Regions from separate parts of the Drosophila melanogaster genome. Here region 2 is linked to region 1. Evidence: chromatin contacts called from public Hi-C data. All regions are on one chromosome and are shown on one strand. The core of a region is the stretch at or near the end of the contact, and the rest is flanking DNA. Distances in the headings are between cores, read along the strand shown. Region 1 holds the start of CG2211. Region 2 overlaps Ptp61F (Protein tyrosine phosphatase 61F).

Region 1 (3,533 bases), core at 625-3,124:
TGCGTGTGTCCACCAACACAGCATCTCCGGGCTCCACATAGAAGGAGAAGGGCTGACACTGGTGGTCACATTCAGGAGCAGGTGCCAGAAACCAGGTCTTGTTGCCACTTAACTGAGCTTGCCACAACAGGCGGGGAATGTAATCAAGCTATAATAATTGAAAGATTAGTCATAATATTCGTTGATTTCTTGGTTTTTACTTACATGCATCACAGCCCCTTGCTCGTAGCCCATTAATATGAAGTCCGTGTGAGGCATTTCAGCATCGAAGGGCAGGAAATGCGGGCGGGGATACAGCTTTCTGAGCTCCGCCAGGACGGCCGGCTGGCAGACACTCCAGCCCACGAACCAGGGCACTCCTTGAGTAAGATTTGAACGCTCCGCGGACATGGAAAACACATGCTTCAGCGACTTGAGATCAGAGTTGAAGTGCAGAAACTGGCAATCTGAGTCCATTGCTCCCGGGACACTTTCGTACAATTCTTTTATGAAGGCAAAGCTGAGGTTCTTTTGTGCTGGCCAGTGAGCCACCGCCCTCTTCACAATGATGGGCATTGAGGAGTACGCGTGCGGTGCAAACTCCTCCATGGTGAGATTGGCCAAGATCAGGGGAGCCCTCACCCCTTTACAAAACTCGCAGTCACTAATGGGCCTGGTGGCCTCCCATACCAAGTAGTTGTTGGGCAGAAAGCAACGCACTCCGAGCAGGAACGAGATGGTCTCATAAAAGACCGGGGTGGCCACCATGATGAAGAACACGATGCCCAGCAGCCAGAGCAGATTCAACCGGTTCGGGTTGTGGTCCATGTCGCGCGTTTTGCGGAATGCCTCCTCCAGCTCCTGTGTGGACACCAGACCAGTCCGCATCACATTACGATGCAGAGCGTCCAGTTGATCAGCTAAGTCCGGACCCAAGCGCTCCCGAACCGCCTGCATTCGGTTGCCCAGCGTCCGCGTGGGACGGCTGATGAACTGGACCGTTCAGCCCTTTATTATTTTGCATTTCTTCAGTACTTATTATTCCTCACCAGAAACATTTCCAATTGATAGTCCTTCCCCTTTGTTTTGCTTCCAAACAGCTGAGAACGATAGGCTCATGGCGCGAGCTCTTTTGCCTATCGACTACAGAGTTGTCAGGGCTTCATAATTTACCAAATATTTCGTTTTGGTAGTTTAGATATTTACAACTTAAAATGTTAATAGGGCTGTAAATGATGTGCGGGTATAAGTATTGCTTTCACTTATATTGTCAAAAATATTTAAGTAATTTTTAACATTTATACACTGAACTAATTTTAGTCACGCTTAGTATTTTTTCTGGCTTCAGTCACAAACTGTGCCCATGCACTCGCCAGCCCTGTCAGCCGTTCTTCGTATATTTTAACGGTTCGCCCGCGGTCACACTTGTCATTCACTTTTCGCTCTTTGCTCGGTCGTAGTATCGGCCAGCAGCTAAAAATTTGGAAAGATCGTTCGGGCTGGGATTTTCTGCTGATTAGTACAAAGCCAACGTGACAATAACTCAAAAATGTGTCTTGAATAGTGCGTGCATTTACGTTTTCATTCATCTTTTATCGTTCATCCGGGCTCGGTTTTCTAATCAGCACTCCTCCTTCTTTGGCTGTCAACGTGACCCCGAAAGCTGTCCTTCTCGCACACACTTTCACTTTGCAACAACAACAGGAACAACGAACAAATAACCCAGCATAAACAATTGTTGTGCAACACTTATTAGCAAAACATTAGAGCGCCTATAATGTCGGCGCAGGAAAAGGTTATACGCGTTGGATCGCGAAAGAGCGAGGTAAGTGTGTTAAAGGCGACGAGAACTAAAATATGTGCATACTACATCCGCTTGGAATTCGAATTGGAAGTGCTGCATTTGAATTTCAATCACATTTTCGTGGCTCTCTCTTTCTCTCCCGTCTCCCCCTCCCTTATGCAAGACTTGTTGCTCTCCGCGTGGTGTTATTGCAGTTGTTGTACTTGCTCTGCTTTTTGGTTACTGTTACACAATTCGCTATAGCAACAGTACGCACTTTTGCAGAATGAGAGGAAGAGAGAGGCAGACAGAGAGGGTGAGAGAGAGAGGCCAAACTAATACAGTGCACTTTCGCAAAGTAAACCAACATAATTAACCGAAAGTAGAAAAAACGAATAATACACAAAACAAATGTGTTCCTCTGTCGAGCCCGCACTGTACTTGTTTTTGTATGGACCCCATTTGAAAACTTGATTTTAAGCTGGGCCTTTTAATAATTTTTGTGTTAATTGCACTGAGCCGCCACCTTTGATCGTGCTCGAAGTGAAGGCCACCTGTGTGCTGCTGGCATTCCAATTTGAAATTACTTGACTTATTTGCGAGCTAAGTGCCCTACTCTCTCCTTCTCTCTGTTAATTTGCATTTAGCATATAATAGGCACTCTATTAAACAATTTAACCCCCTTCCCCCTTTTCAGCTCGCTCTGATTCAGACCAAACATGTCATCGGCCGCCTGCAGAAGCTATATCCCAAGCAGAAATTCGAGATCCGTAAGTGAAAGTCGGGGTTGATAAATATTGGGGCACCGGCTGGAAGGGGAATTGGAAACTCATGATCAGCAAACTGAAAGGGAGTTGGAAGTGCTTACATACATACATGTAAACAGCGCAGTCATGCTGCACAGGGGCCTTTAGAAACTCTACACGAAGCATGACTTGTGGAAATTCCAGCAGGAGCCATGCTTATCTAGCGTTCTGATAGTGGTCATAGCAAATGTTGCGACTGTTTAAATGGGATTGCATACGATCGGCTTTATGCATATCGGCTTCTCTAAATTCATTGCTCTCGCTCTTTCGTCATCTCTTTTCCGCTCACGTGCCATTTGCCGAAGTTTGCTCAATGTCAATGGCTGTGCTGTTGTTGTTTCTCCCGAGATTAGGGAATGCCAACTCACACATACGCACAAACATACAGTAGCGGGCAAATAATCAGCACTAGAGATAATTATTATTCTTTGGAACTACCAAACTGTTTTGGCCATATAAATTCTGTTGGCTGAACCACATTACGTGAGAATTTTTGTTTGGATGAAGTGATACGACATTCGATCGGTCTATCTCTGATCGCAGTGAAATATTCGATAAGAGTCGCACTTTCTGGCGACATTATGGGAAATCTGTTGAAATTGTATTTGCACAGGCATGTTGAGTACCTTTGAACCCGATAAGATTGGCCAGTTTATGGAAATACATTTGGAAGCACCCACGATGAGTCAGTCGGTGTGGCTTTATCATGGCTAGCACCACCGTAATCTATTTGAAATTGTTGGATTTCACTTGCCCTATCCATATTTCATTGACATAAAATTTGCCAAGTGCTTTACTCAACGCCTCGCACGCAATTTCCCTCTTTGATATACGCTTTTATTCAAATTCTATTCCCGGTCCGATAAGCAAAACATTTGGAAAAGACATTATCGCTGCGGGTCCAAACTAGGAAAGGGGAAATTGGGGAGATATACCTATTCCGTTTGCATGTCTCGCTTGATTGC
Region 2 (3,533 bases), core at 429-2,928, 41 kb after region 1:
AGAGCTGAAAAAAACAACGAAAGAAGAGCAACCGAAGAAGATAAGACAGCAAAGATTCGCGGATTGGCGATAAACAAAAACAAAGGCAAACGATTGCGAAAACTGCAGTGCAAACCACAAACAAACATGCTAAGAATGCATCCCATAGATACAGATACAAATACACATACAGTGCTACAAATTATTATAAATACAAATTAATCAAACAAAAATTCAGATTATTCAGTATATAAAGTATATGAACTCTAAATTACACACTATTCATTTGTAACAATCGATAGCACAGGTGTATGTATAATAGTGATCCCACTTAGCGAGTGAGCACTGTAGGCATGCATCTGACGTGTGAATCGACACTAAGCGGTCTCAACAAATGCTTTTAATAAGAGCAGCCAAATAAAAGAGATTGAAAATTTACAAAATCTGGCGAAAAGTGAAACGGAACCCAGCCAGGGTCACATTCTCTAGAGAACGGAACCCAAACCAATTCGAATTGCGTTGAGGTGAGGGGTTCTGTTGAGTGAGTCAGGCCCACGCAATGCGAACACCTGAAGTCCCCATCGATTGGTGGCCCATAGAGGGAAGGGGTGAGGTGTCCCAAACGAGTTTCACACGAAACGTGGGCCAAAGTCTTTGACGTCAGCAATTGAAGTTGGTCGACAACTATCAAAGCCGAGCCATTGACACAATTTGTATACGCGATTTGCACTTGCAAAAAGTGTGACTCTCATGTGATAAATATTTAAAAGCGGAAGATTGTGTTTAGCAATGTAATTAATCAGATCTCAGCTAATTGAAACTTTGCGACATATTTCAATTTCAATTTAGTTTCAAAGGAAGCGCACTAAATATACGTAGCTAAAAAATCACACCGATGTTTGATTTTTCGATTATATTCTTTATCAATATTTTTTTTTGTTAAATAGAGTATGTTTCAGCCGAAACCATTTGATCCAATGCATCGCACCGTTGTCATGTAGTATTTATGATAGAATTAAGCAAAAATCACGGACAAACCGAATGCAAATCGTTTACAAAGAGTTATCACAGCTATTTGGGTTATTATTTTGCATTGACGCAATGTGAAAAAAAAAAGGAAAATAAAATCACCAAAGCTGAAAAACCAAAATCGAGAAAAACACAAAAATGCCCGACAAATAGCACAATAAGAAAAAAAACATAGAAAACGCTTATATATGTATGTGAAATCAAATATTCTGGCAATTAAACAGCAGAAATTGTTGGTCGCCGCTTGTTTTGCATTTTTTTTCCTTCGGGTTTTATTTAATTTTAATGGCTGCAACCACAACACGAATTATGCAGATTTACAAACGCCGACAAAAAGGCGAGAAAGTATTTATAATTAAAACGGTTCTCGCCAAGGGCCTGTGGACTGACCACCCATAGATGATAGTTGCTCCCGATGATCAGCGCTGCATCCGATAGATAGATAGCTATATAGATAGATAGATGCAATCGTAGCGTATATCTGGCGGATACCCGACCAATCTGCATCTGCAAATGACCACAAAGTGAGAGCGTTGCACAGTTAACTCAATTAACTTATAAAATGTAAACTATGCGAGCCAACAGCTACACCATATAGCATATGTGGCTCCAGCTCCCAGACGAGATCCCCAACAACAAGCTCACTGAGCTAAACGGCAACGGTGATTAACTTTTGTCCATCTACCGCAGCGATGGTCGCGTGACTCACGAGCTTAGATAAGTTTTTCAAGTTTATATCAACAGGAAATGCCAAGCATTATTCAGCAAAGTATAGAAATATTTCATAGAATATTAGATTGATACTTTGTTAGTACTGTTCGGTGCACCGTTTACTTAAAGTTGAGTTTCTCAAGTTGGAATGCTTGTGCAATTGCCCATCTCTAGCGCATTTCACAGTTTCCAACCTCGGCCCATGCCCACAGTTTTCCATATGTAGATGCGTGCGAAGAGATACGTGAATGTATCTACAAGCTACAAGTTACGCTTTGCAGACTCGCGTACTCACCTGAGCGCGAATAATTACCACGCCAAGAAAAGGGGAGCAAAAGGGGAAGGGGCAGATGAGCAGGGGGCAGAGAGGGAGCGGTAAAGGTAGGCGCCGCGCTTTTGTCCACAGAAGAAGAGGCGGCAAAGGGGGCGGAACGGGCCCACCGACTGCGGCAACAATGTTGGTGAACGTTGAGGAAGCGAATGTAGATCGGCGATATATATATGTACATATATCTACCCAAAGGGGCGGAGAGCGAGGGGCGTGGCGGCAGGTGGGTCATCGACGGGTCGAGGGCAGCGCCAGCGGTGCTAATGTGGTTATGAACGCCAGTTGGCAGGTCAGCTCGTCTCCGTCTTGGAGCCGAAGTCGTTGCTAATCGAAATGTGATAATCGGGGCGGGGCAGGGTCCAGTTCATTGAGCTCCAAAGTGGCGGCCAGGGGGAAATTCGCACCAACTTTGCGCTGCTATTGAACCCATTAATGACGCCGCTTTTTCCTTTATGAGCGCGATTTTCTCGGCTCGTGGAAAGTCGCACGAAAAATGGATCGCACATTAGCTTGGGAAAACCGCTCGACCAGCGGTGAAATCATAATAATGAGAAAACGAATGCAAATATTTATTGGAAAAGCCCTGGGCACGTTCCTTGGGAAATGGATCTTAAGGCAGAGTTTGCATTTTTGTTTCCCCAGAGAAAAGTGGTAAAATAAACCCATTTACCCATGATATTCATTCTGTGATGAGATCTTTAGCTTGTTTGCTTAAGTAAGAACTATTTAAGCACCAATTTGAGCTGTCTCGTTTTAGAACATTCCTCTTGGTTCTTGGTGCGTTCCCCCCAACTGGTTACTTCCTTTCTTCCTTCCTTCCTGTCTTCCTTCCTTGGCAATCTGCTGTTTATTTGTCTTTGCGTCCCCCAGAGAAAAACGCGAGAACAAAAGGCTTGTCAAGCCATTTCCATTTTCATTTCCATTACCGTGCGAATTCTGCTCGCTTTTCATTCGCTTTTTTGCCATTAACATTTTTCACTGCTCACCCACTCAGCGGATTCAGGGCGCATAATTGCCTTTTGATGTTGCTGCTTGCCCTTGGCCATGGTCATGTTGCACCCCTGCTCCTTGCTGCTTTTGCTGACCACTTAAGGCCACATTAATTGTTATGATTTACAATGGGAAAAATCATAAATTAATTATTCATGGGACGGCAAACAAGCGGAGACGGATGAAATTCCTGCCCTGGGTCAATGTTCCATTGGCTGGGCAATTTCCGCGCAGTTTCCTTCCTGGCCAGTGGCCACCAAATCGAAGTGGCAATCGGAATCGGAGGCAGATCAGCTACCAATTAGCTAACGGAACTACGTGCAAATCGTTGCATCTCGCGGCGAGGCAACCGTTCGAGAGCGGCGAAAGATACTTTTGTATCTCGACGGTAAAAGCGGGTTAATTGATGGCTTTTGCATTAAATTGCTTCACTCGACACAATCAGTAAAAGAAGCTGGGAAAAGAGAAAGAGGGGCGGTGGCAATTGACCCGCTCG

What was found. Hi-C and Micro-C count contacts between places; a contact is called where the count stands out from the background.
Region 2: a contact with region 1 is called in a Hi-C map of the Kc167 cell line, with 3 times the contacts expected there. A contact is called at or near these places in 4 of 107 Hi-C or Micro-C datasets (the Clone 8 cell line, the Kc167 cell line, the ML-DmBG3-c2 cell line and 1 more) and 1 of 7 datasets of targeted methods (the S2 cell line).

What each region holds. Positions count from the first base shown.
Region 1 is chr3L:1,333,485-1,337,017 of dm6, forward strand. It overlaps CG2211, which reads right to left and starts at 1,875. Exons shown (of 4, transcript NM_138258.3): 1 at 1,557-1,875; 2 at 1,029-1,488; 3 at 205-972; 4 at 1-148. The coding sequence starts at 1,037. Hmbs (Hydroxymethylbilane synthase) reads left to right here and starts at 1,405. Exons shown (of 4, transcript NM_138259.3): 1 at 1,405-1,804; 2 at 2,460-2,532. The coding sequence starts at 1,757.
Region 2 is chr3L:1,374,398-1,377,930 of dm6, forward strand. The region is part of intron 3 of Ptp61F (Protein tyrosine phosphatase 61F); the gene reads right to left. All of the region lies in intron 1 of ru (roughoid), which reads left to right. Among named protein-coding and RNA genes, the nearest start is that of tRNA:Glu-CTC-3-1, 3.8 kb to the right of the region's middle.